2 separate regions of the Sus scrofa genome follow, and region 2 is linked to region 1. Evidence: chromatin contacts called from public HiChIP or PLAC-seq data. All regions are on one chromosome and are shown on one strand. The core of a region is the stretch at or near the end of the contact, and the rest is flanking DNA. Distances in the headings are between cores, read along the strand shown. Region 1 holds the start of RTN4 (reticulon 4). Region 2 overlaps EML6 (echinoderm microtubule-associated protein-like 6).

What was found. HiChIP or PLAC-seq counts read pairs in DNA pulled down with a chosen protein or histone mark.
Region 2: an H3K27ac HiChIP or PLAC-seq map of skeletal muscle shows a contact between it and region 1. The contact joins the enhancer-like site here to the promoter of RTN4 in region 1. A contact is called at or near these places in 9 of 47 Hi-C or Micro-C datasets (embryonic fibroblasts, fetal liver, heart right ventricle and 3 more) and 1 of 2 datasets of contacts at active chromatin or transcription factors (skeletal muscle).

The regions. Positions count from the first base shown.
Region 1 is chr3:86,214,147-86,220,909 of Sscrofa11.1, forward strand. It overlaps RTN4 (reticulon 4), which reads left to right and starts at 1,689. Exons shown (of 7, transcript NM_001129963.1): 1 at 1,689-1,892. The coding sequence starts at 1,859.
Region 2 is chr3:86,315,388-86,322,198 of Sscrofa11.1, forward strand. EML6 (echinoderm microtubule-associated protein-like 6) reads right to left here. Exons shown (of 42, transcript XM_021087539.1): 23 at 4,372-4,524; 24 at 4,099-4,230. Among named protein-coding and RNA genes, the nearest start is that of RTN4, 100 kb to the left of the region's middle. Within about 2 kb of position 5,039, at least 9 of the 83 cell types and tissues checked have an H3K27ac peak or open chromatin away from gene starts, as enhancers often do. A contact at or near this core is called in liver and skeletal muscle, where this site is marked.

The DNA.
Region 1 (6,763 bases), core at 439-2,938:
TATTGCTATATATAAGATTAAATTTCAGGGCTCCTAGTTTGACTTTTTAATCTGCCAGGGGAGCTATTAAGTATATTTAGTGTTTAGGTAAATGAATTTACACATTCTTATTCGCTCAGATGATTTTTAAAAATTATTGAACCTAGTCCAGTACCAGAAAATGTGAATAACATGAATGGTAATACCTTTGCTTCAAGAAATCTCCTCCCACCCCCCTTTTATTAGTGTAGTAATCTCTGATTTGAAAACAGTGTTTGGGTGCTGTTTTTGAGTGTGTTATTCTAATGCTAAAGTATTTATTGGCCTTCAGCCTTAAGGGATTCATTATTAGGAAATACTGTTTTGGAAATATTATGTATTTACTGCCTAGTTTGGGATTTCTAACTGTTGCATGGAGAGGCCAGACATTCTCAGCCATGATATGAGTTGGTGACAGTGTTCTCAAATACCACATTTTGCAGGGGTTCAGTGAATAAAGTTAAATATTAACTTTTGAACTGAGAATACTAGACGCTCTTTAAAAATTGCTCCGCTTTATTTATGTTTGCATTTAGGCATAGAGGCAAAGAACTGAGTCCCTTGATATTCAGGCTGCTTCTGATATGAAGGATTTTGCAGAGTTTTGCAGCCTACACAGTTTTATGGGAAGTTCCAAAAAATACTATACCTATTTCAAGTGTACCTGTATAGTCTTACGAAGTATGTACTTTCGTCCTTAGGCTGCATATCTTATGATACTTCAATATATCGCACATTTGAAGATATTTTCGCTGATTTGTCATTATATGTTTCTGCTTAATGATTAATGATTAAACCAGTAAACCATCAGTTAAACCAGTTGTGAAACATTAGTAAAGACTTAATATTTTGCACTGGAATGAATGCCAGTTTCATAAATTTGAACAAAAATTTCAGGAATTCTTTATGGATTTGTCTTTGTATTTATCAGTAAAATTTTAGCTTGTTATTATATCCTTTTCCCAAAGCAAATGATATAATTAGCACATGAATATTTCTCCTCAAGCCAAGTCTATTAATAGTACCTGCAGTGGTGTCTAATAGATATTTATTGAAAGATTGAGTTGGAGCAGGTGATAAGAATAAGTATATATTTGCAAGTCTCTGGATTTCCATAGTTGTAACAGAAGAAAAAAATAATATTACGTTAGAAATATGTATTCAACTGCTAAAATTGAATATAATTTTTTTCTATTGAAATTTAACATATATTCAATAAATATTAATAATTTGACTTCATGATTCTCCTGTCATGCCCTTCCTTATAAGGGTGCAAAATGCTGATTATTTAGAAGCAAGTAAGAGACTCAGCATTTACCAGACTTGAAATTTAAGTTATTACCCTTCTTTGGATCAGTCCATTTTTATCTTATCAGGTAACTATTGATTTTAAAGTTTTAAATGAAGCTGAAAACCATCAGTAAATTCCCCTGTCAAAAAAAAAAAACAAAAAAAAAACTGCACATGGCTTGAAGTGTATTTCAAGTATATACAATGCTTAACTCTGCCAGAACAACCCCCTTTTCTTTCTTTTGGTAGCTTGCCCCTCCCCCTGCAAAAGTAGCTTTGTTTGGTCTGAGCAACAAGCAAAAGACTAGAACAATAAACAGATAGAAGGCGGTAGTGCCTGAGTATTAGTAGCCTAGTTACAGATTGCACTGCGTCAGACTGCTCCACACCCAGAAGGCGTCAGGTGACTGCAGTTGTGCAGCAGAGGAGACTGCAGACTTCGGTTGAGGAAACATATTTCATGTCTCAGGGGGTAGATTTTTGCAGTTACAGCTTTTCTGTTGGTATGCATAATTGATAATTGCATCTGGAGGGCAGATCGTGACAAGAGATGGACGGTCAGAAGAAAAATTGGAAGGACAAGGGTATATCTGCTTTTTAACCTTTATTCAGTTTTTTTTATGTAACCAACAAAATATTTCTATGAATAAGCTTTGCCATTTAGATATATTTTGGATTGCAAATGAAGCCTGTGGAAGGTTTAAGAGTAAAGAGTTAAAAGAGCTATTTCAAATGTTTTTGCATTTGGTTATGTATGAGAAAATGTCATGCTGTTCTGTTTCACTGGCATTTGATTTAGTCTCTGCATTCCGATCTTTGATTAGGTTCTATTCTTTAATATTGCACATTGTAAACTGTTTAGTTTTAACATATTTCATTTGTTGGTCACTTTGGTGTGATGAATCTACATTTCCATCTTTGTATTTCATAATGACATATTTTCTGTGACTATTTTTTTAAAAAGCTGACTCTCGGAATGGTTGAAATTCTATCCAAAGGTCTGTAGGTAGCAAGATCTTGCATTTACAATAAGCTCGTTTTCTTCTTTGGAAATCTTATTATTAAATCTTTGAAGTTACTACCAGTGGCCTTTTAATTAGATTATAATTTTGTATATCTTAAAATGGTTAAAATGTATACATGGTAGTTTTAAATGTGTGTCTATATTTAAGTCACTAACCCTTGTCCTTGTAATAACCAATCAGTGATCTTGATCCCTTTTCCTCCCCCTTGAAAGCCCAGATCCTTTCAAGTCTCAGTGGATCGGGATTGTGTAAGAATTTAAGCGCATAAGTGTAATGAATATTTAAAAAATATTTTATTATGTCAGTGGTTAAATGTGCCATTTTAAGAAAAAGGGAAGGTAGTAGACTGTATACCTGGCGTTACAATAAATTGTCTTAAAAATTATTAGAGCTATTTTTAAGTAGTCCAACTAGACATTCCACACAAGCAGTTTTTTTTTTTTTGGCCATGTTCAAGTTTTATAATTTAAAACATTATTTATTTCTATAGCAGAATTTTAGCAGGGTTGGTGATAATGTTTCTAAAAGCAATCTGTGGAGCTAATTACAGTAACCTTTACAGTATTCTTTTAAAAATTTGTTCAATAAAGTATTGTGGGGAAAACATGAGCTTAATCTTGTTCATATTGAGACATTGGAAAGCTTTTATAGTTACAATTTAAAGAACAGAAAATAATACGTCTTTGGATTTTTATCTCTATGGTTTTTTATGTGTGAATTTAATGAAGAGAAGGATTTTTATTTCTTCATCTTTCTGACCATTAGCATTACAAAGTGAAAGGTGAATTGCTACACTAGTTTTTGATTAGTAAAAATGATAGTAGTGCTAACAATACAGGGAATATAGGCTTTAAAAAATAGGCGAAAAGTCACATCTGGGCCTATTCTGCAACTTTTTAGGCTCTGTATTTGTAATTTGAACCTTAGTCCATTTAATAACATCTTAAATTCTTTATGTACTCAACTAATTTAAGGATATTTTGAGACTGGAGAAATTAAGATCCAGTATAGTGCATATTATACCAAAGATTTATTTTGATTATTTTTAGATACTAAATATAAAATCAAATTTACTCTTAAATATCTCTGGGGAGGCTCACTTTGTAAGTGAAGTGGCTTGATTTTTTTTTTTTTTTTTTTAATGCTTGTCTTTGGCTTTTTTTGCTTGGAAAGACTCTTTCTGATTCATTGGTTAAGGTTTATTTTAGTATTCTCTTTATCAGCAGCTAATTTTAATGTTGTAGATTATAGATTACAGCATAAATGGAAATCAGTGAGAAGCTGAAGCTGCCATGGAATGAGTTTTTTCTCGTTTTATGAAAAGTGTAACAATAGAGGAAAGTATCTAATCTAAGCTCTCTAGGTATATTAAAAAACAAAACAAAAAAACTTAAGGCCATTTTTTTTTTCCCTGCTGCTTTCTTTACCACCCCTCTACCCTCTAAGTGCCATGGTAGAAACACATTCAGTCATCTGATGATGGTAGCATATGAAGGTATAAAAGAAGTGAGAGATACTCTGATTTCAGTGTTTTTTAAACATTGGGTTGTTTTTGGCCGAATGGCTAGTATTTAAAGCATTTATCTTTCAGGCTAAGACCAACATTAATAATTGATATTCTTTTACATATTTTTCTTCTTGAATTTCCTGTTGTTGTTAGCAGGATATTAAAAACAAATTAAATCTATGTCATACTTGATTTTTTGGGTTATATGGGAAGCATTGATTAAGACAGGTCAAAAGATTTTTGAAGCACTTAAAATAGAAAGGAATGATAGGTTTAGGCATTTGGGTCGGGGGAGAATGATGTAACCACTAAACAAGGTATTTTTGAGACAGTGAATACAGCTTTTTGGGTAGAAAAGAATCTTTATAGGATAGTAGTTGAAAGATAAGTTGATATGATCTAAGAGTATAGAAGATTTGCAAGATCTAGGTTAGGTTTCATCAAACTTCTTTGAAGATGAGACTCACCTAGTGCTTTTTAAAAATATGGATTGCTGTGATCCTCTTCAGATCTACCAAATCAGAATTTACAGGGGAAGAATGTGGCACTGTATTCAGCACCCTGTTGTAATTCATGTTATAATCAGGCAAATTTAAGTGTTTAAGTTTCTTTTTTCTAGTTTAATTTGATTTTGGTCTGAGTAAGAGACTTACCCTTTTTGGTCTTCAGTTTCCTCTTTTGCGTGATTTCTGAAGCTCCCGTTTTGATGTTTTCTGGTTTTTAAAAAGATACCCTGAACCAGATTGCAGAAGTCATTGGGTTTTGGATTTTATTATAAAGGAAATAAAGAGCCTTTGGAAATAGGCTCTTCCATTAAAGTACGGAGTGATAAAATGATAGGAGATTTAAAAGACTGTTTTAGGGTGTTGTGTAAGATAAATTGCAGAGGCACTTAGAAGGAGAATAGGATGGCCGTATTTGTGCCCAGGTTTAAAAGCAAATAGTGCCTGAACTTGGCCTGAAAAGGAAATGACAGATTTGAGAATTTAAGAGAGGAGTACTTGACATTTGACATAGATTTGTGGGGCTAGGGTGAGGGAGGGACTCAAAGGACAACATGAAATTTCAGTCAGAGTGAAACCTTGGCAATGCTAGTACTTTATTATTAGTCGAAATAGAGCTAAGGTAGGTAGTAATAATGCCAAGTTCTGTTTTGGAACCTTCAAATTTGAAGTGATAGAATGTCTCTGAAGCTCATAGAAACGGCAGGTTTAATGATGAATGAAAAATGGGGAATTGAATGCAAGGTGAGACATGAATACTGCAAGGATATTTCATAGAGAATGGAATTTAAGGACAGAAAGCCTAAAACCTACATTGTAGGGACATGCAGGAACAGGAAGTTATAGTCAGAGCAGGGAAAGAAGGATAGTGCTGGTTCCCTATTTTCAAAAAGGGAAGAGTGGTCAAATACTACAGAGAAGTAGTTAAATATGAAGACTGAGAAATGATTGTGGACCCTGTTGAAGTTTAAGAATATGTGCAACACTGCCCACATTTTTAAAAAGGAGATTTTAATTTAATGATAAAATAAAATAAATAAATATTTATTTTTTGGCCACACTCACAGAATGCAGAAGTTCCCAGACTAGGGTTTGAATTCAAGCCATATCAGTGACAATGCTGAATCCTTAATTGCTAGGCCACCAGGGACCTCTAGCACTGCCCATTATTATTAATGCTTTTGGGATTTGGCAGTTAACATGCTGTAGTTGACCTTTGAGAAAAGTCTGTAGGTTGGGGACAGAAATGTTTCTAGCATTTAAATTCAGTTTGAGTATACGGTGAGGCAGACTGGCTTTGTACCACTTCTGGAGCATACTTCATGAAGAAGTTCTTGTAGGGCTCCTTGACCTCTACCTTTGCTAAGTCACTTGTAGTTTCTTTCAAAGCTTAAGGTTACATGGGTACAGGTGCATACTCACACTACCATTCAGGAAGAGAGAAGCAGAGGTCTTGCTGCTTGAAGTAATTGCCTTACTTAATCCCTGTGAATGCCTCCCAAAACCCAACCAACCAAACAAACCAAAAAACCAAAAAAAAAAAAAAAAAAAAAAAAACACCCCAAAAAATTCCAGAGAAGGGACCTGGGGCATTAATCAATTGCAAGACCCATTGATTGGAGGAAGATCCTGTGTTTCAGTTCTAAACTTAGTTGAAATCCAATGTTTAGTCGTTCATTAGGTATTTCTTCTAGATTTTGGTTTAGTAGCTCAAAACTTTGTGTATGCGTGTCTGTGTGTGTGTGTGGTAGAAAATTGTGAAGGTCTATGGAAGAATAAAACTCATTTCACAGAGTGGTTTTGGTGTACATTTCTAATGGTGTGTGCATGTGTTGCAAGGGGGTACATGTGGTACATTTTGTTCTGTAATCTTTTTTTTCCCACTAAATGGGGAAGTACTTTCACTTAAAAAATACTCTACATTGTTTTAATGGGTATAATAGTCTAAATACATACTGCTAATCCCATGTAGTTAAGTATTCAAGCTATTCCTAAAGTTTTTGCAAGTATGAACAATGCTAAAATGAATATAATTGAATGTAAATTATTGTTTTTATTCATGATTATTTCCAAATTGCAGAATTATAGTATTTAGGTTGTTGGTTCATGTTGCAAAACTTCCCTCCAGAAAGATACAAATTATTTTGAGCAATGTATTAGGAAAATCTGTCCTGAGACCTTGGCCAAGATTATATACAACATACGCATTTCTGATGGTTTTAACTCTTTGTGAGATAGCTATTTTGTCAATTTTAAGTAAATTATTTGATGAGAACCACATTTAATTTGAAAGAGTAAATTTGCAATTGTTTTGTCCTATATATGGTTTAAAGTCTTGATGGATAGTAATGGGAGCAATGGAAACATCCTCTCTTTTCTTCATTTACCCACATCTGGATATTCCTAAGGATATTCCTAAG
Region 2 (6,811 bases), core at 3,789-6,288, 100 kb after region 1:
ATGTCCCACCTCATACTCATTTAGGACGGCTACCGTCAAAAACAAAACAAATCCCAGAAAATAACAAGTGCTGGTGAAGATGTGGGGAAGCCGAACCTCTAGCGCACTGTTGGTGGGAATGTAAAGTGGTACAGCTGCCAGGGAGGGCAGTATGGTGGCTCCTCAAAAAACTAAAAATGGAATAATTTTTGATTCAGAAATTCCATGTCTGGGTATATACTCAAAATAACTGCACACTCATGTTCACAGCAGCATTATTCATAATAGCTAAATGGTGTAAGCACACAAAGTGTCCACTGATGGATGAATGGATAAACATATGTGCCATATACACACAATGGAACATTACTCAGCCTTAAAAGGGAAGGTAATTCCCTTCCTTCCTTCTGTTCTTTCTTTTATTTTCTTTATTTTCTTTCTTTTCCTTCCTTCCTTCCTTCCTCTTATGCCTATTCCTGTGGCACATGGAATTTCGTGGGCCAGAGATTGAATCTGATTTGCAGCTATGACCTATGATCTACCCTGAAGCTGTGACCATGCCTGAGCCTTTAACCCACTGCTCCAGACTGGGGATCAAACTGTAGTCAGATTCTTAACCCACTGCACTACAGCAGGAGCTCCAAGAAGGTAATTCTGACACATATTAGAGCCTGGATAAACCTTCAGGACATTATGTTCAGTGAAATAAGCCAGTTACAAAAAGACAGATACTGTATGATTCCACTTATATGAAGTACCTAGAATAGTCAAATTCAAGAAGACATAAAGTAGAATGGTGCTTGCCAGAGGTTGGGGGAGGAAAAAAGGGGAATTACTATTTAATGAGTAGAAGGTTTCAATTTTATAAGGTGAAAAGAGTTCTGAGATGGACGGTGGTAATGGTTGCACAATAATGTGAATATATTTAATGTCACTGAACTGTACACTTAAAATGGTTCAAATAGTCTACACTGTTGATGGGAATGTAAATTAGTACAACCACTGTGGAGAACAGTATGGAAAAACTAAAAATAGAATAACCATATGATCCAGCAATCTCACTTCTGGGCATATATCTAGAGAAAATGTAATTTGAAAAGATACATGCATCCAAATGTTCATTGCAGCACTATTTACAACAGCAAAGTCATGGAGGCAACTTAAATGACCATCAGTTGAGGAATAGATAAAAGTGTGGTATACACACACACACACACACAGTGGAATATTACTTGGCCATAAAAAAGAATGAAATAATGCCATTTGCAGCAACATGGATGGACCTGGAGATTATCCTATGAAGTGAAATAAGTCAGACAGACAAAATTATCATATGATATCACTTATACGTGGAATCTAATTTTAAAATATGCAAATGAACTTATTTACAAAACAGAAACAGACACAAAAGACTTCAAAAACAAACTTATGGTTACCAAGTGGGAAACATGGGAGAAAGAGTTAAATTGGGAGTTTGGGACTGACATATACACACTACTATATAAAGAATAGATAATCAACAGGGACCTACTCTGTAGCACAAAGAACTCTACCCAATATCCTGTAATAACCTACATGGGGAAAGAATCTGAAAAAGAATGGCTATATTTATATAAATAATTGAATCACTTTGTTGTATCCCTGAAACTAACATGACATTGTAAACCAATTATACTCTAAAATAAAAAACTTAAAAATGGTTAGGATAGTAAATTTTGTTATGTGTATTTTATCTTAATTAAAATAATTTAAAGAAACCTTCCCAATCAAAACATGATGTTCTTCCTATGTCCCATTTTCTCCTGCCCCTTCACTCCATAAAATGTAAATAATAAGTGGTTTTAACTGCCTAACAGTCACTGTGATGGTGGGATTCACATGTTGTGTCAAGCCTTTTGTTTGTGTGTGTGTATATCTGTGTGTGTGTTGGCTTCTAAATAAAACTCACCACACTCTATTCTACATATGGATAAAGATGACCCTCACTGTTCTAAATCTTTTTCAAAAGTGGCCATATCTAGGGATGTTAGTCAGCAACAGATAGGGTGAAATCCTTGCTTTTTAAAAAAATGATAAAGGGGAGTTCCTGTTGTGACTCAGCGGAAACGAATATGACTAGTATCCATGAGGACGCAGGTTTGATCCCTGGCCTTGCTCATTGAATTAAGGATCTGATGTCACCGTGAGCTGTGGTGTAGGTCGCAGATGTGGCTTGGATCTGGTGTTGCTGTGGCTGTGATGTAGGCCGGCAGCTAGAGCTCTGATTAGACCACTAGCCTGGGAAGCTCCACATGCCATGGGTATAGCCCTAAAAACAAACAAACAAAAAAAAAAATAAAAAAGATAAAGCAGAGAATGGGAAAGAAGGGGGTTGAGAAGCAGCTGCTTCCATCCCATCCCCCCGGCCCAGGCCTCCCTGGTTTCAAAATGCCTCCCAGGCGGCCAGTGTCCTGCTCAACCTAAGTGCCAGCTTCAGCCTTCAGCACTGTGTCCAGATGGCCTTGGCGTGAAAGTGAGAGGGACTTATCTGATCTCTTTTTGCTCTTGTCAGGACTTGCACCTCCCACAATAAATGCTGTGCCCTCCCATCTCTTGTGCGATGGAAAACGCCTGCAGGTTGTAATGCTTAAATCAAGTTCAAATAAGTAACCCCTGCCTGGCAGATGGATCAGTCTTTGGCCACTACTTCAAGCAATAAGTGAGATAAAAATATTCTGGCATCTCTGAAATACTCTCTCTTTGGTCAAGGCCCTCATCACCTTTTTCTCTTGGTTTATTTTAGTGGCTTTCCAGCTCCAGGTTCATTTACCCTCCTCTAGATGGTAGGGAATGCCCCACTCTAAATCCCTCAGAGTTACTAATGCCTGCAGGATAAAGCTCAGGTTAAACTCCTTAGCATGAAGTAACAGTCCTTTACTGGCTGCCTCAGCCAGCCTCTACGCATTTCCTGCTCTACATGCCCTCAGCCACTCAGCATCACTGTTTCTTAATCCCCCCTGTTCCTCCTACCTCCACACAGCGGTACACCACGTTCCTTTTGAGCCTGGAATGCTCGTCTGTCTTACACTTCATCATCTGTTGAACTTGTACTCATCTTTCAAGATGTATCTCAAAGGTCATCCTTCTATAAAGGCTTTGCAGATTTTCCTGGCGGTTCTTTCCTCAGAAATACCACTTTCTACCACAATGGATTAAAGCTTCTCTGAAAGCTGAGAGCTTGCCTATGCCTAAATGCCTGCTCTGGACTCAACATCAGCCAAATCCTTTGGATGGGTTTTTAAAGAAGCATGGATGCTGCACCTGGGTGGTTGATGCTGCACCTGGGTGGTTAACGCTGCTTGGCCCACTGGAAACCCCCTTTCCCCCGCTTACCATTTCCCCTTGACCCACCTTTATAACCATGCCTTACCTAGTCTGTGCTCTTGTATTGTTCAGGCACAAGTATGACTCCCATACAAAGTTCTAAACTCTGCAGAGAGCAGGAACCGCGTCTCACTCCATTCTGGATCCTCCACATTTTCTGGTTTAAGACTTTGCATGTGCTAAGAGTTAGATTTGTTACATAAATAAATAGACAAATCCCTATGACATCTGTGGGCATGACTTGGAGGAGGTGGGGGAAGGTTGGGAGTTTTAGAGAGCAGAGAAAGTCTAGGTGAGCTGAACGCAGTTTTCTACCTCCAATGGAGGATGGAAATTACTAGAAACTTCTTGGACAGTTCTCCAGGAGATGAGATTTGGTAGGAAAAGGGGAAGGAGTGAGGAGTCGATATAGTGTGGCAAGGATACAGCGTGCCATACACAGATGTGAACTGGTGGCTTGCTCTGGCATCACATACCTTTGACTGTCTTAAAACCCAATGGCTTGACTTAATAATAACAGTAGTGGTAGTAGTAGTAGTAGTAGTAATAATGATAATAATAATAATACAAGATGGAAAAATACTTAAAATGTTAACAGCAGCTGCCTCTGGATTATAAAATTAAAACCATTCATATTGTGAGTTTCCCCCCTGTTTTTCTTTAAAATTCAAATGGCATTTGTTCTGGGAACAATATAAGGATGGACATGACTTTTTAAAAAACAAATTATATTTTAAAAGCCACAACATACATTACCTCTAGAGTCCCAGTCAATGTGTGTAATGTAACTAGAAGCACCTTTACAGATGCCAACCCTCTTGCTTGTCAGTACATTGTAAATATCCACAAAGTTATCATGTGATGCCACGGCAAGGTATTTTCCTGTGTCTGTAAAGGAAAATGCATGGTTAACACCAAAACATTAGCATTTTTAAATGGGTTAAGGGTCAAGGAAATATTTAAAAAGAGTCCAGTCTTGTAACTTTGGGTCCTAAGCTATTTTTTACAGTCTTTTGCTGCCATCTTCACCTTTTGAAAACTTAATGTCAGAGATCATTTCTTTTCTGTGATGGAAGGAGACCATGTCTTCAACAGTGTCAGCATTTACAACCAGGAAACTCCCATCATTCAAGCCGACTGCTAAGGCTTTCCCATCAGGGGAGAAGGCACAGCATCTTCCACCTATGGGAGGACCCACAAAGAGCATCGTTATGATCTCTGACTTTGCTATAAAACAAGCCACACAAAGAGAGGGGGGTAATGTGCATACGTGCATGAACATGAGACCGTGTCTTTACATTAACACGACTTGTGAGAACAGCTAATACTTCATGATATAAAGCATCTCTTCTCTCCAAACCCAAGGACAACGGTCATAATATGAAAAATAAGTTTCCAATTTCTTTGAGGTTTACCCATTCATTTCTTTGTATCTGAATACCTGGAGTTTTCAAGACATAAGTGGAGTGAATGGAGAAAAGGGATAAAGGATGAATATAACCAACATTTCTGCTACCCAGAGGTGATACTTAGGAACAGGAGCTCTGTAATAAAATTTCTGGAAACTCTTTTTAATATCATGCCTCACACACAAAACTTGCTTGGAGCACTCTGTTGTCCTTTTAGGCACTCTAATTCCCTGATCCACGGACCACATGCATGCTTCTCGAGGTGGAAGATTTTGTTCCTGCCTCTGCTGTCATGAGAAGAATGGAACGTGGACATTCTCTCCAGAAGTGTCTGCCAAACTAACCAGGTCTGGGCTGGGGCTGCTACATGAGCAATGCTTTCCACTGCTTTGCTTTGCTCCCACTCCACAGGGAGACACTTTTGAATGAGGAGTACGGACGCTGTGAGGATATATTTAATAGGAATCCTATTTAAGAGTACACCCAGCTCCGACCTGTTTTTATTGTCAAGACTTTGGTGAACACAGCCCAGGAATGGGACAGTCATGCAGCCTTGTGGTACAGCGTTCCAAACTGAGCTTCCACACCCACCCCTTGGCCATGGTTCATGGCATGTGAAAGCCACGTTCACACCAGTAACTTTAAATTGGTTCCTCTAAACTATCTTTCCTCCCTTTCTCCACCCATTCATGTTGCCGTTATTTACCTACTATGGATCAGGCATGTACTAGTGCAGAAAGAAGAGAAAGACCAGTCTGCCTTTGAGGAGACTCATTAGATTAGGTCAAGCATAATAATTTATTGTATGAACCAGGACACTTGAGAGTGAAAGAGAGAGCTATTAATAATTACACCAGGATATCAGCTGTGAACTATGCTGAATGGCCATCCTATCTAAGATGTGTTAGTAGTCGCTCTTCTGAACTAATTTTTAAACTAGTGAATAAAGTCCACTATCTGAAATTCAAGTCACTCACAGTGAGGCCTTGGTCTGTCCTTTTACCCTGTATAAATTCGTGGCCAAGTTATTTGATCTTGTAGTGGGTAAGAGCATGGGCTTTAGGGTCAGCCCTGGGTTGGAATCCTGGACCCACCACTTACTAAGACCTGGAAGCCCAGTGTAGAGAGAGACATATGGTGGAGGGGGCAGTGCCCTGCAGTGCCCACAGGTGTGCTCTCGGAAGTCACCCTGCCTGGGCTTGAATTCAGTTCCATCTCTTACTAGTTCTGCAAATTTGGGCAAATGACAAGTTCTCTGTGCCTCAGTTTCCTCATTTGTAAGTGGAAATAATAAAGGCCTTACTCACTGGGTTCATGAAAGCCAAAGGCAAAGTGCTAGCAAGTCACTGGCTCAGCAATAGAGCCACCATCCTGGCTGCCACTACTGTCCTGACACCTTTCCTTCACTTCCTAGCACAACACATTCCCCATGTCTATGTATAAACACTTTAGGGCCAGACCCCAATCTCATCCTTTTCTGCCTTAACTTTCACAAATCCTTTGAGCCTCAGCTCTCATGTTTCTTCCCTGATGAAGCTGTCCCTGGCCATGTGCCTTGCTCTTATCCTTTGTGCCGGAGATCTTTCATTTGTCCTCACCCACTCTCCACCCTGCTCTGGACCCAGAGCTGGCCTGTGTGAACTCTTATCAATGGGCTCCCTCGCCCTCTGGCTTCTGATTCATTTGGTCAAGGGGCAGCAGGAAGGAGCAGGAGACGGGAGGGAGGGATTCAGGGAAAGGAGGATAGAGGATGGGGAGTTGGGGCACAGGTCCCCTGGCTGCCTCCCTGCTGGGTCACTGCATGCCGCTGAGTCTCCAGGCTGATGGCCACAGCTCCTGCCAGCCTGTCCTCTCACACAGCTCTTACTTTAAAGGTTCTAGCAACTCCCTGCCTCTTGCCCCTGCAGACCCAGGGCTGGTAGTGGTGCCTGGCTATTACCAGCAGCACCGTGCTGCACGAGCCCTGGTCACTTCCCTACACCTTGCCCGCCCCTTTATAAACAGTCCCATTTTGAGACTCTCCTCAAATTACCCAATTTGAATGGACCAGCTGCTGCTGG